Regions from separate parts of the Sus scrofa genome. Here region 1 is linked to region 2. Evidence: chromatin contacts called from public promoter capture Hi-C data. All regions are on one chromosome and are shown on one strand. Each heading gives the region's core, a stretch centred on a gene start, on an enhancer-like site or on the middle of the called end of the contact. The rest is flanking DNA. Distances are from core to core; before and after follow the strand shown. Region 1 holds the start of MTCP1 (protein p13 MTCP-1). Region 2 holds the start of DKC1 (dyskerin pseudouridine synthase 1).

Evidence for each region. Promoter capture Hi-C pulls out the DNA fragments that hold promoters and counts their contacts.
Region 1: a contact with region 2 is called in a promoter capture Hi-C map of liver, with 2.3 times the contacts expected there. The contact joins the promoter of MTCP1 here to the promoter of DKC1 in region 2. A contact is called at or near these places in 1 of 5 promoter capture datasets (liver) and 1 of 2 datasets of contacts at active chromatin or transcription factors (alveolar macrophages).

The regions. Positions count from the first base shown.
Region 1 is chrX:125,374,261-125,379,984 of Sscrofa11.1, forward strand. It overlaps MTCP1 (protein p13 MTCP-1), which reads right to left and starts at 3,650. Exons shown (of 6, transcript XM_021079964.1): 1 at 3,509-3,650; 2 at 3,221-3,391; 3 at 3,090-3,141; 4 at 2,551-3,003; 5 at 1,378-1,445. The coding sequence starts at 3,613. The coding sequence ends at 3,094. CMC4 (cx9C motif-containing protein 4) reads right to left here. Exons shown (of 3, transcript XM_021079968.1): 2 at 1,378-1,445. The coding sequence starts at 1,435.
Region 2 is chrX:125,214,664-125,220,384 of Sscrofa11.1, forward strand. DKC1 (dyskerin pseudouridine synthase 1) reads left to right here and starts at 4,265. Exons shown (of 15, transcript NM_001142668.1): 1 at 4,265-4,292; 2 at 4,936-5,006; 3 at 5,438-5,524. The coding sequence starts at 4,277.

The DNA of each region.
Region 1 (5,724 bases), core at 2,400-4,899, 160 kb after region 2:
CAGATCCCTCCTAAGCAGAGACTCCAAGTCAAAGAGGGCTAAAGGTTCTAGGTCCGCTGCAGTTGACCTGGCCCCTCCCCAACCCCCGCAGGACTAAAATCGGGTGTGTGGGAGGTAGCCCAGAATAGGAAGGGTGGGGGTGGGGGGTGGCTGAGTCCAGGTCTGGCCCCAGACCAAAGGGGTTCACATCATCTCTGAGACCCTTCCTGGTTCTGTGACCCGGACAAGGCACAGAACTTCTGTGCTGCTGTCCTGAGTCCTCCCCCATCTGCACAGAAGCAAGGGGGGAGCCAGCTCAGCTCGATTCTCCTTTAGCCAAATGCTGCTCATGCAAATCAGGTAAGAAAGAATCAGGTAAGGATTTATTTGGGAGAAGAAAGGGCGAAAGACATTTTGCATTTTTCTTAAATTTGGAGGAAGGGAAGACATGAATGGATTATTATTCATTTATTAGTATAGGTAGGATTACTATTATACATGAACATTTTAGATTAAAAGCGTTTATGAAATACTGCTCACATCATAAAATGAAAAGTCCAAGAATGAAAGTTAAAAGTCAAAGGAAATACACAGACAGCAGTTTTCTTTGGTGGTGAGTCTTTGGGTGAACTCTGAACATTTTTCCCTCCTGCAGTTCTATATTTTCATGGGCATCCATCTCTATTACTTTAATAATGGGAAAAATTACCAAAAAAGTCAATTTTCAAATTCAGATAGCCCTGTAGCTTTTTTTCTCTTTATTCTGCTAATCGTCATTTGCTGACTTAAGAAAGTAAAATCCTCTAGCATTTGATCAAACTTATTAACTGGCTTAAAACAAAATGGACAAATCACATCAAGAATACGCATGAGCTCAAATTCACTTTTGCCTTTGAGGTTTAGTTGCTGACTGCGGCAGCCTGAATTCCAATTGCATTTTCACCCCCTGCCCCTTCTAACCTGATTGCTTTTAAAAAGTGAGTTGTCGGCCACAGTCAAGTATTACCAACCCCTTTAAAACTAGTCTTTTTAAAAAAGGACTTTGCTCAGCTTAAGTCAGCCTAATTTCCACTCTGGCTGCCATTAAAATCACTTGGTTAGCTTTTTAGACGGATTCCTCCCCCAGAGAGTCTGATTTAATTGTTCTAGGCAAGTGTTTAAAACTCTCCAGGTGATTCTAAAAGTACAACCAGGATTGCAAACCCCCAGCTTAGATCGCATCGCTTTTTATTTTCTGTGTCTTTGACTATCGGTGAGGAAAATCTTTAGTCTAAGTTAATTACAGAAATAGTATATTCCGAGAGGCGTTAATATAGTCTGCTGATAAAAAGAACAATTGATCTCTTGTAGTTAGTTCACAGAGAAGTGGAAAAATATAAAAAACATTTAACATACTACCTTGTAAACATTTCTGTATTTCACAGGCTTGTTTCTGGCACGGATCCTTCTGCGGCATATCCAGAAAACTAAAATAAGAAAGATGATTTTTATTTTGAATTTTATACAGATAGACGTTAAAGCCTTTCTAGATGGAATTTTCTTGAGACAAGCAGGATGCTCTTACAATCGCTGCAAAACGAGTGCACTAAGAAATACTCTTCCCGTTTCAAGGATGAAACAACTGTATTTTTATAATATTCCAGTTGACTTAGAAGATATAAATAGCTTTACATGGGGAAAAAAAAATCCTTTGAATTCAACTCATCTTGACTATCGTAAACTAGCGTTGGGCTAGAGGGGCCGGCGCTGCAGCCCGAGGAGACCGCCTCACTGCTGGGCTCTGTCTTTCACAGAACCGCCCGTGATAAGTGATTTAACTCCTTGAGCCTTTTTCCTTATTAGTTGTGTGTAAAACGGGGATCATACCTACCTGAAAGCATTTAGGGAAGGAGTAAAGTGATAACGAATAGAAAGCGCATGGAACCGTGCCTGGCAGGCAGGAAGGCCTCAATACGTGATAGGTATTATTCCCAAGATTTTTTTAAAAAGTAAAACCTTACTTTTTTTTTTTTTTTTTTTTGGTTTGTTTTGTTTTGACGGCACCAGAGGCATGCGGAACCTCTTGGGCCAGGGAATGAACCTGAGCCACAGCAGAGACCCAAGCCGCTGCAGTGACAATGCCAGATCTGTAACTAACCCGCTGCGCCACAAGAGAACTCCAGCAAAACCTTGCTTTTTCTGTATGTAAACCGCTATGACTATTTTAACTCAGGAAATTCTTTAGCAGGTAGTGAATCAGCAATACCTAGTGCTATTATTACTTCCTGAGAGAGGTGCTAGTTAAGCAGCTAAAACGCTTTTTGGAGTTCTAACAGAAAGCAACTTATTTAAAATATTTGTAACCAGGGAATAATTTAAGTGCCCACGATTCTGATCAGCAACTTCTAATAATTTGAAGACACAATTTCAGAAAGGAAAAAGGCCCAGGAGCCTTTGTAGCTAATTTCATTAATGCAAATGATCTGCTTTTTTTTTTTTTTTTTTTTCCTCAGAGCCCCCTAAGTTCTTGGTGGGTCCAAGTTAGGTCAGTACTGGGATGGGAAACACTGGAGCAAAATCTGGGATATTTACAGGATGGGAGAAGGAAAGGCAGGTGGATTGCTGCAGGGCAATAAGCGACAAATAGATGTTGATGCTGCTCTCTTCTCTCTAAATCAGTACCAAGTCCTTGGTGATCAGGGCATCTGTTCTGTAGCAGGTGCTGACTTTTGGGGGATTCATCAGATCCCAGTTCCAGCTGATGATGTCCATTAAAGGTTCTATGGCAATTTCCAAAGGAGTCAATTTCAAGTTACGTGTCCTAACTAAGTGCTTTTGTCGACTTGCTTTCTGCCTGCATAACCCTTTTTCTGCAGTTCCGCTTTCGGTGTTCTTCATGGCCCTTCCTAAACTTCCGTGTTCTTGAACAGTTTTTCAACCCCCTCCCTCCCCCCAGGCCCACGGGGGGGTGCACTGCAGGGACGGATGACGTGACTGCCATGTACTGAACAGAGCAGAGGGGCTTATCTTCCCAGATCCCAGCACCTGGAAAAAAACATCATCAAAATCACCGGCTGAACAGAGTGAAGAAGATGAAGGGGGTGGGGCCGGGGAGAACTAGAAATACCTACCAGATTAATCATCAGGCAAAAGCTTAAGCAACAGCTCCTGTACTCCCCTGACCTGTCAGGAAAAGACAAGTTTAGAGTACTCTGTCCTACGAGTCCCAGCACAATGAACAATTATTAAGCAACATGTGTACCATTAAGTGATGCTGGATCTGCCACAAGCGAGAGTTGTTATCCATGTAGCGCTCCTCAGGGTAGAGTTGCCACATGAGAGGTAGCTGGGAGGTAAGAAGGTGACTTGGCCTGGCGGCGTCACCTAAAGGAACCTGAACTTGCTGAACTCGGGCCCTTAGGAAACTCGTCTCCTAATGAAAGAAGTGATCAAAAATAAAACCAAAGACTTCAGGATATGGAGACTGGTTAGACACCAAGTTGCTTGAAAGCAAAATCCATAAAGAAGTAAGCAAAACGTAAGCAGTTACCTCTTCCACGACGGCCACCCACGTGCGCTGGTATTCGTCGCGGTAGATACCCTCTTGGTGAACCCAGAGGTGATCGGGTGGAGCCCCCACATCCTCTCCTGCCATGCTGGGCTTTGGATTCCAATTCTAGCCCTGCTTTTCTCCACCTAAGCCTGCAGCACCCGCGCACAGGACACAGGTGTGACTGTTTGGGTTTGAACGAACTCACCAGTGAGCAAGGTGACCTGGTCCTAGCAACCGCCACCTAGAACCAAACCTCGCAAATGTCTACTTGCACAGCCTAAACAGAACCGAGGGCACCTGAGGCTCCCTGCCAGACACTGAAGGGACCCTCGGGCAGAACCTCAGGTGATGCTGTTGACCGCGAAGCACTCAAGAACTCCGCTCGGCGAGGAGTTCTGTGGAAACGCAGGCCTAGCACTACCAGAAGCCGGGCAGCACCGGGCAACCTGGAGTTAGCAACGGAATTTGCACGGGAGTGGGCACAAGGGCACGCTTATTCGGGCGGGAAGGCAGTACCCCAGACAACACATGCAGGCCCTATTCGCCAGGGAGAAGCCCCTTCCTTCCAAGCGCTTGGCATTTGCAAAGGCAAGACTGTGAAGGTCAAGTCAGGGCCTCCCGCTGCGCGTGGCTTGTCTAAGGTGAAGTGAGAGGTGTTTTAAGGGCAAAGCACCTAGTCATCAGTTTACTCAGAAAGGTTCCTTGGGGGGGGCAGGCATTTCCAGAAGGGGGCTTTCATTTTAGGGAAAGCGCTTTCGGTAGCATCATGGAATTATTCTTCAGCTGCAAGAGACTCTGGGGATCACGATGAGTCAGAGCCAAGCGAGAGCACAGGAGAGCCTCCTCGCTGCATTTTAATAATACGCTTCCAGAAGTGGCAGGAGCCCCTGTGTCCACAGAGGCGTGGGCTTACGCTCTGGCTTCCCACGTCACAAGGCCAGCCAAGAAGCCCCTGTGCCCTCCATGGGGATAAGGGCTGCACACCTTCTGGGCAAACTCTTTCCCTAAGGCAGACTCAGCTCTAACCCCTAAGGACTCCCCCGCCCAGCCCTGATCTCACAACGACTCGACCTGGGTTTTACAGGAGCAGGTCTTTCGGGCACAGCAGTCCTTGGATTCCCCACTCGGCAGAGCACAGCTCCACGGGGATCTGCTCCACAAAACAAAGGCCTCCTACGCCCATTAGGCGCCCATTAGGTAGGAGCGGAATTGCGCCACAGCTTGGGAGCTTGTTAAACCCTCAAAGCGAGACTGTCAAGCGCAAAGGAGATGCCAGAACACAGTAGGATGCCAGAGAGAACAACCGAGCGAAACCAAGCCCTCTTTTCGAGAACAACGATCGGGGAGTCTGACTTGTTGTTTTCCTTAACACCGTTCGTTTACTGTCCCTAAAAGGCAAGTCTTTCTTTTCTAGGCTTAAGAAATAGTTGGAGCGTAGTGAATAATTTCCGAGCATCACAGCTGCTGCGCCCATTGTACCCTGAGCAGATCGGACTCTGAGCCCACCGTCAGCTCTGCTCTTACAGGGCTCTCTCATTTCCGACTCACCTAACGTGGAAGCCCTGCGCCTTATCCAGATCCTGATTTTCTCTCAGCGGCAGCACAGCCTCTCCTGATCCTGCAGACTCCAAACGTCTGAGTTACCACGGGCTCGTTCCTTGCTTCCGTGGCCCATCCCATCTGTCAGCAAGGGCAGCAAGCCCACTACCACCGAATTGGAGACAAACTTTCCCGGGACACCAGGCTCCCGTGGCCAGCTCCGTATCTTGCTCCCAAACGCCTCCCCAGGCCTGCCTATGCCGGTGCCATTAGGACAGTGAAGGTGCCCGCCTGCTCTGGAAGAACTCGCCTCTTATGACTGGGGTCGCGTTTCTGTCTAAGGTAAACTTCGCCTTTGGGGCTCTCATTCCAAACTGCTTCGTATCTGGCTCTGCTTATCTCACGTCCTGTCACCTCTCCCCCTCCAGCACAGTATTATGAGTGCCGGGGCGCCCTAAGTCTCAGATCTGAGTCGTGCGGTGCTGCTGTGAGGGGATGGCTGTGTCTGCTGGGTAGAGAGGGGAGACAAAAGCCACACGGCACGGGGAGAGATCAATTCTCTAGGTATGTTACATAGCTATAGATTATTGTCTCGAAGCCATTTTTTTTCCCATTTAGCAGATACAATTGTTCAGCCTCTTGTCCTCCCCTGAGCCTTGGAAAGGAGAGATACA
Region 2 (5,721 bases), core at 3,015-5,514:
TAATAAGCTTTGGAAGCTAACATGGCTACGGTCATCTCCGTGGGATTGACAGAGGAATAGACACTCAGATAAATGGAATGGGATACAGAAGCCAGAAACAGACCCACGTAAATTTACCCAACTGGGTTTTCTTTTTCTTGTTAGTATTAAAGTAGACTTGATTTCTCCGACTGTTTTTTGACCAAGCGCCCTAACAAGGTATATGCCACCTCGGAAAGAGGCCCAAGCCCTGTGCGTCTTTCTCAGTGATAGTGGGTCTGAGGCATAGTGAAACCGCTCTCTGGAGGACCCAGCTCAGTCTGCCTCCATCCGAGATGCCCAGAAACTTGATGAAGGTTTTGGGTCCCTGGATGTTCCTGGGGCTTATCCTCCGCTCCGCGGTGAACTATTTGCTACTTCCTAGGCATCAGGTCTGGTGCTGGGGGACCACGAGATGATCAAGCCAGTCCCAGAGGACTTCTTATGATCGTGAGGTGCCAGATAATTGAAGGGACGGTGCCGGAGCTTCCTTTTGGCCATTCTTTCCATAGTTGTCCTCAGTCCTTTAGTCAGGAAGCCCCTGTGGAGCCTTCTCCAGCTGTCCGCTGTGTTTATTCCAGTTTTGCAATCAGGGGTCCACAGTGAGAGAGCCGCCTGCTGAGTCTGACCAGGCGCCCACTGTGGCATCCTGTGGTCCCAGGGGAAAGCAGGAGGCAGGCTGAGAGCACACACTTGTGGTGTCATGTGTACCCGGCATCGCCCCCACTGGAGGGCTGAGTCTGTGCATTGACTGGGTCTGGGAATTAGATGAGGGGCCATGATTTTCCACTGGGGTGATTCACGGCAGGCCGCCATTCACCGGCCCCAGAGTTCTCATTGTCGGGGTTTTGCAGGCCATGACCTCCTACAGGTGGCCTCCTAACAGGACACTGGGATCAGTCAGCCACCAGCAAGGCTCCTTGGGGAGAAGCCCTTCGGGCTCCAGCTGCCTACGTGATAGCCGTCCTGTTTCTGTGAGATTTAGCTTCTGCTGCCCTAGGATCCCATCAGAGTCCCACCGAGTCCCTGGCACCCCCTCCCACCTCCTTTCCCAGAGTAGTTTTCCAGAATGTCCACCAGAGTAGTCTCAGTGTTTCGGCGACAGGAATGTCCTCTCAGGGGATGCGGTTAAGGGGCGAGCCAGTGGGGTGCACGTGGCAACTCATTCCGCCGCCCCCCTCGCCCAGTCTTGGGCTTGGAAACAACGAGGGACGGGAGGCGTGGGTCGCAGGAGAATTGGTAGCTGACCCAGTGATTTCCTCACAAGATCTCCAAGAAAGGCAGGGGCAGGCTCATCAGACTGGAGGGAGGAGCTGCTTCTGCTGGTGAGGGAGGGGCCCGAAGGGTTTCCGGGTTCAGAAGATTCGCGACAAATACTGAGCCTCTCCCAGGAGCTGGGTATGCAGCAGCGGACAAAGTAGACAAGAATGTCCTGGCTTCGTAAGGCTAACACGCTAGTGTAGAGACCCTCGGTGAGGTGCATTTAAGGCAGATGCGAATGCCCCAAGAGGAGGCAGTGTGCCTGCGGAATGGTCCTAAGCAGCCAAGATGGGTGTGAGTGAGCAAGGGTGTGCGTGCAAGGAAGTGGACTCAGAGGGAGCACTGGTAGCAGAAACTGACAGCTGTCATAATCAATCTGGCTTTGCCTCTTTGCTTTTTTTTGTGCTTTTTAGGGCCGCCCCCGCAGCACGTGGAAGTTTCCAGGCCAGGGGTCCCATTGGAGCTGCAGCTGCCAACTTACACCCTGGTTTGCGGCAACACCGGCTCCTTCACCCACTGAGTAAGGCCAGGGATCAAACCCGCATCCTCACAGACGCTATGTTGGGTTCGTAACCCGCTGAGCCACAATGGGAACTTCAGCTTCTCCTCTTAATCGAGACAGTTTATTAGTTTGCTTGGGCTGCCATGACAGAGTCCTGCCAACCGGATGGCTTTAAACAACAGGCATTCGTTCTCTCACAGATCTAGAGGCTGACAGCCCCAAACCACTGCGGTCTCTGCCCCCGTCTTTGCCTGGCCTTCTCCTCTTCTAAGGACACTTGCCATTGGATTTGAGACCCACCTGAGTAACCCGGGATGACCTCATCTCTAGACCCTTGCCTTCATTACTTCTGCAAAGACCCCTCTTTCATATTCACAGGTCCGAGGGGTTAGGCTACATCTTGTGGGGGCCGCCCTTCACCCTACTCCAGATGCAAAGCCACGGAAGGGCTTTGAGCAGAAGAAGGACATGACGGGACTTACGGTTTAATGGTTCTTTCCACTTGCTTGTGTTGAGGAGACAGTATAGGAGGAAAAGCAGGAGCAGCAGGGAACTGCAGGAGACCAGTGGAAAAATCTAGGAGAGCCATCGTGGTGGTATGGCTTACAGTGACAGCACTGCGGTGCTGAAAAACCCTCAGATTCTGGATCACTTGAAAGCAGGAGTGACAGGCTTTGCTGGTAGATCAGATGAGAAGTGTTGGAGAACCAGGCATGAGTACCTCAAATTTTGCCAAGTCTGTATCAGTTAAGCATTATAAAATAATGGGGGGAGTAAGGAATTGGTTGCACGGATTGGCGGATATTGAGGACTTTGGATAGCTATAAAAAGTCAAGTTAGGGAGTTCCTGCTGTGGTGCAGCAGGTTAAGGATCTGGAGTTGTCTCTCCTGTGGTGCAGGTTCGAGCCCCAGCCCTGGAACTTCCACATGCGGCAGGTGCAGCCACAGGGAAAAAAGAGTCTAGTTAGAGCATTAGTATTCTTGTCTTGGTATATACCAAAATAAATTGTAGATTGAATAAAAGTGAGAAAAACCAATCATATATATTTTTATATTTTTAAGTCAGAGTGAAATAAAATGGAAAAAAATCTAATCCTTGGATGGCAGAGGAGGAAACGGAAGAAAAGCAATAGCTGTCCTGTTTTATCAGCAGCGAGGAATTAGAAAAGATGGTACATATTCCATTTACGATCACAATAAAGAATTAGGGATCAGTCGCGTCTGCGCAGGCTCCGTTAAGGACTCCCAGTTAAGAGACACAGCAGTGAGAAGAGCAGCAGTGATATGGGAAGAGCACTTGAACCTGGGGGCACGTCTTCCTTGGCTGTCTGATTCCACAGCCGCAAGCAAGCTGTGCCTCTAGAGCACTTCGCATGGAGCCCAGTCGTGGAGTCCAAACTGAGGCTTGCCAGACGCGTAAAACACACGCGGGAAAGACTTGGTACAGAAAAGAAGCCCTATAAAATATTCCATTCATAATGTTGTCTGTTGCTCATAAGTTGACACGATAATTTTTTTTCCTTTTTTTAAGTTTTACTTTAATGATTTTTATTTTTCCATTATAGCTGGTTTACAGACATGATAATATATATATTTTTTATTTGTCAATGCCTCTTTATTATTCTTTAATCTGGAACAGATCTAGAACCTTTGTCTTTCATGCTCTACATATTTTTTAAGAATGCAGGCCTCCCTCAGTTTGGGTTTGCCTAATGTTGCATTATTCATGATGTTTCCTCATGATTAGCCTTTCTTAAACGAATACTGCAGAAGTCAAGTTTGGTCCTTCTAAAAGCACAAGATAATATTTTGGATCACTGAGTTCAAAAAAGTTTGCTATTAAAACCAATTTAACCTTTTTCCTTTTCCTTTTGTTCCAAGTGGCGGCTGGAAAATTTAAAAGTCCACAAGTGGCTCGCACTCCACTTCTATTGGCTAGTGCCGCTCTAGCTGGACGGGGTGACTTTCCAGCTCTCAGTGCCTCAACGTCTTCGTTTCTTAACCCAGGCTGATTCGGCACCAACCTTAAAGGGCCTGCGAGAGGACGCAAAGAGCGCTCAGCGGGGAGCCTAGGTGCTCCGCCGAGGTCCAGGCCCCGGAGCCGAGCGGGCGGCCACCGGGGCCACGCCCACTGGCCGCCGGGGCCACGCCCACTGGCCGCCGGGGCCACGCCCACAGGATCCCAGCCTCGGGGCCTGGCGGCGCAGGCGCTCCCAGACCCAGCCGCCGAGGGCGGGACGGGGGTGGGGGAGGCCCAAGGCGCACGCGCGCAAGAGCCGCGGCTCGGGGTTTCCGCCAATGAGATCGTGCGGCCGTCTCGCGCGCGCTTCGGGCTCCGCCCCGCCAGCCCGAGCCCGCCCACCCCGCCCCGCTGCACGACACGCACGGGGCGGCGCACAGGTGGGCGGGCCCTGGCGGCGCGGCCTGACGGCGGCGGGAGTCTGTAGTCGCTTCCTCGGGGGTGGCCCACGCGGCTCACACGCTCTGCCGGGCAACATGGCGGACGCGGAAGGTAAGTGTCGTTCTTCCCCGGGCGATCGGGTTGAATCCCCCCGGCCGGGGCCAGGTCCGTCGCTGGGAGAGCCGGTGGTGCGGGGAACAACGTCGAGGCCCGAGCTCTGCTAGCTCTAGCCGCCGGGCCTCCTGTCGACCTTGTCTCTTGGCCTTGGCTCCACGGGTGAGGGCGGGAGAGCGAGGGGCCCCTCGGTGCCTGACGCCACACGGCCCGGGTCTCCCGCCGGCGATCCAGGGCCCCTTAGGGCTCTGGGTCGCCGTCAAAAGGCGTCCGCTGCCACCAGGTCGGACGCCGCGGACCGACAAGAGGCCGGAGGGGCTCGGGCGAGCGCGTAGCCCTAAGTCGAAAGGAAGTTGTGGGAGCCACTAGCCTTCGGGGATTATCCGCGGTCACTTAGGAAAGTTAGGGGCCCGCGGGCCGCGCACCCTGGCGTGTTTAAGCCCCGCCGCAGCCACGTGGTGAGCCGGGCCGGGAGGCGACACGTGCAGTGCTGTCGTCACCCGAGCGTTCAGCCCGCGCATGTGGTCCCCCACGTCGTCTCACCTGCGGTGCATTTCCTACCTGCCCTGGTGGCCTTCTCTGACTTAAACTTGGTCGTCTTTATTTTCTGGGAAAACTCCAATCCTGGCGTGTTTTGTAGAAGTACTTATTTTACCGAAGAAGCATAAGAAGAAAAAGGAGCGGAAATCATTACCAGAAGAAGATGTGGCTGTGAGTAGGAATTTCTTTTACTTCGCTTTTACTAAAAAGAAAGGTTACTGAGACAGCAGTTACAGAAGATAATTCTTTAAAGGTTTCTGCAGAATGGGCTGGAATTGGGTGGTGGTTGGGTAGAAACTGCACAACCCCAGCCAACCTAAGCGTTTTGTCTAAAGAGGTAGCCTTTGCTAAAGGGTGTTGGCCACACCAACTGCTCTGCCTGAAATTCTCTTTCTTATCCCACCCACATACCCTGTGCCACATATCTTGGTGGCACTTTACTCACCCTTCTGAGCTGTTGAGCCGCTTTCCCTTGGAGGTCCTGGTGAGAAGGCACAGGCTACTTTGGTTTTTATTTTAAAGGCACAGACTTGTGTGGTAGGAATGGAATTGTTCAGAATCAAGTGGGAAGTCTAACAGGCTGTGTTTCTGTCCTGTGGCAGGAAATACAGCATGCTGAAGAGTTTCTCATCAAACCTGAATCCAAAGTGGCTCAGTTGGACACATCTCAGTGGCCCCTGTTGCTAAAGGTGCGTATGCTGTCAGGTCGGTGCCTCACTTCTAACCATTCTCAGTTTCGTACTTAGCTTCCCGGTACAGACTTGAACCAGTTTGTGCAGCAGGCCGTGCTTGAAAGTGTGTGTGCTCTGACACCAGACCTCTCGCATCAGGCAGTGTGTGACCCTAGGCCAGTCATTTAACCTCTGAGGCTGTTGGCAAATCGTAT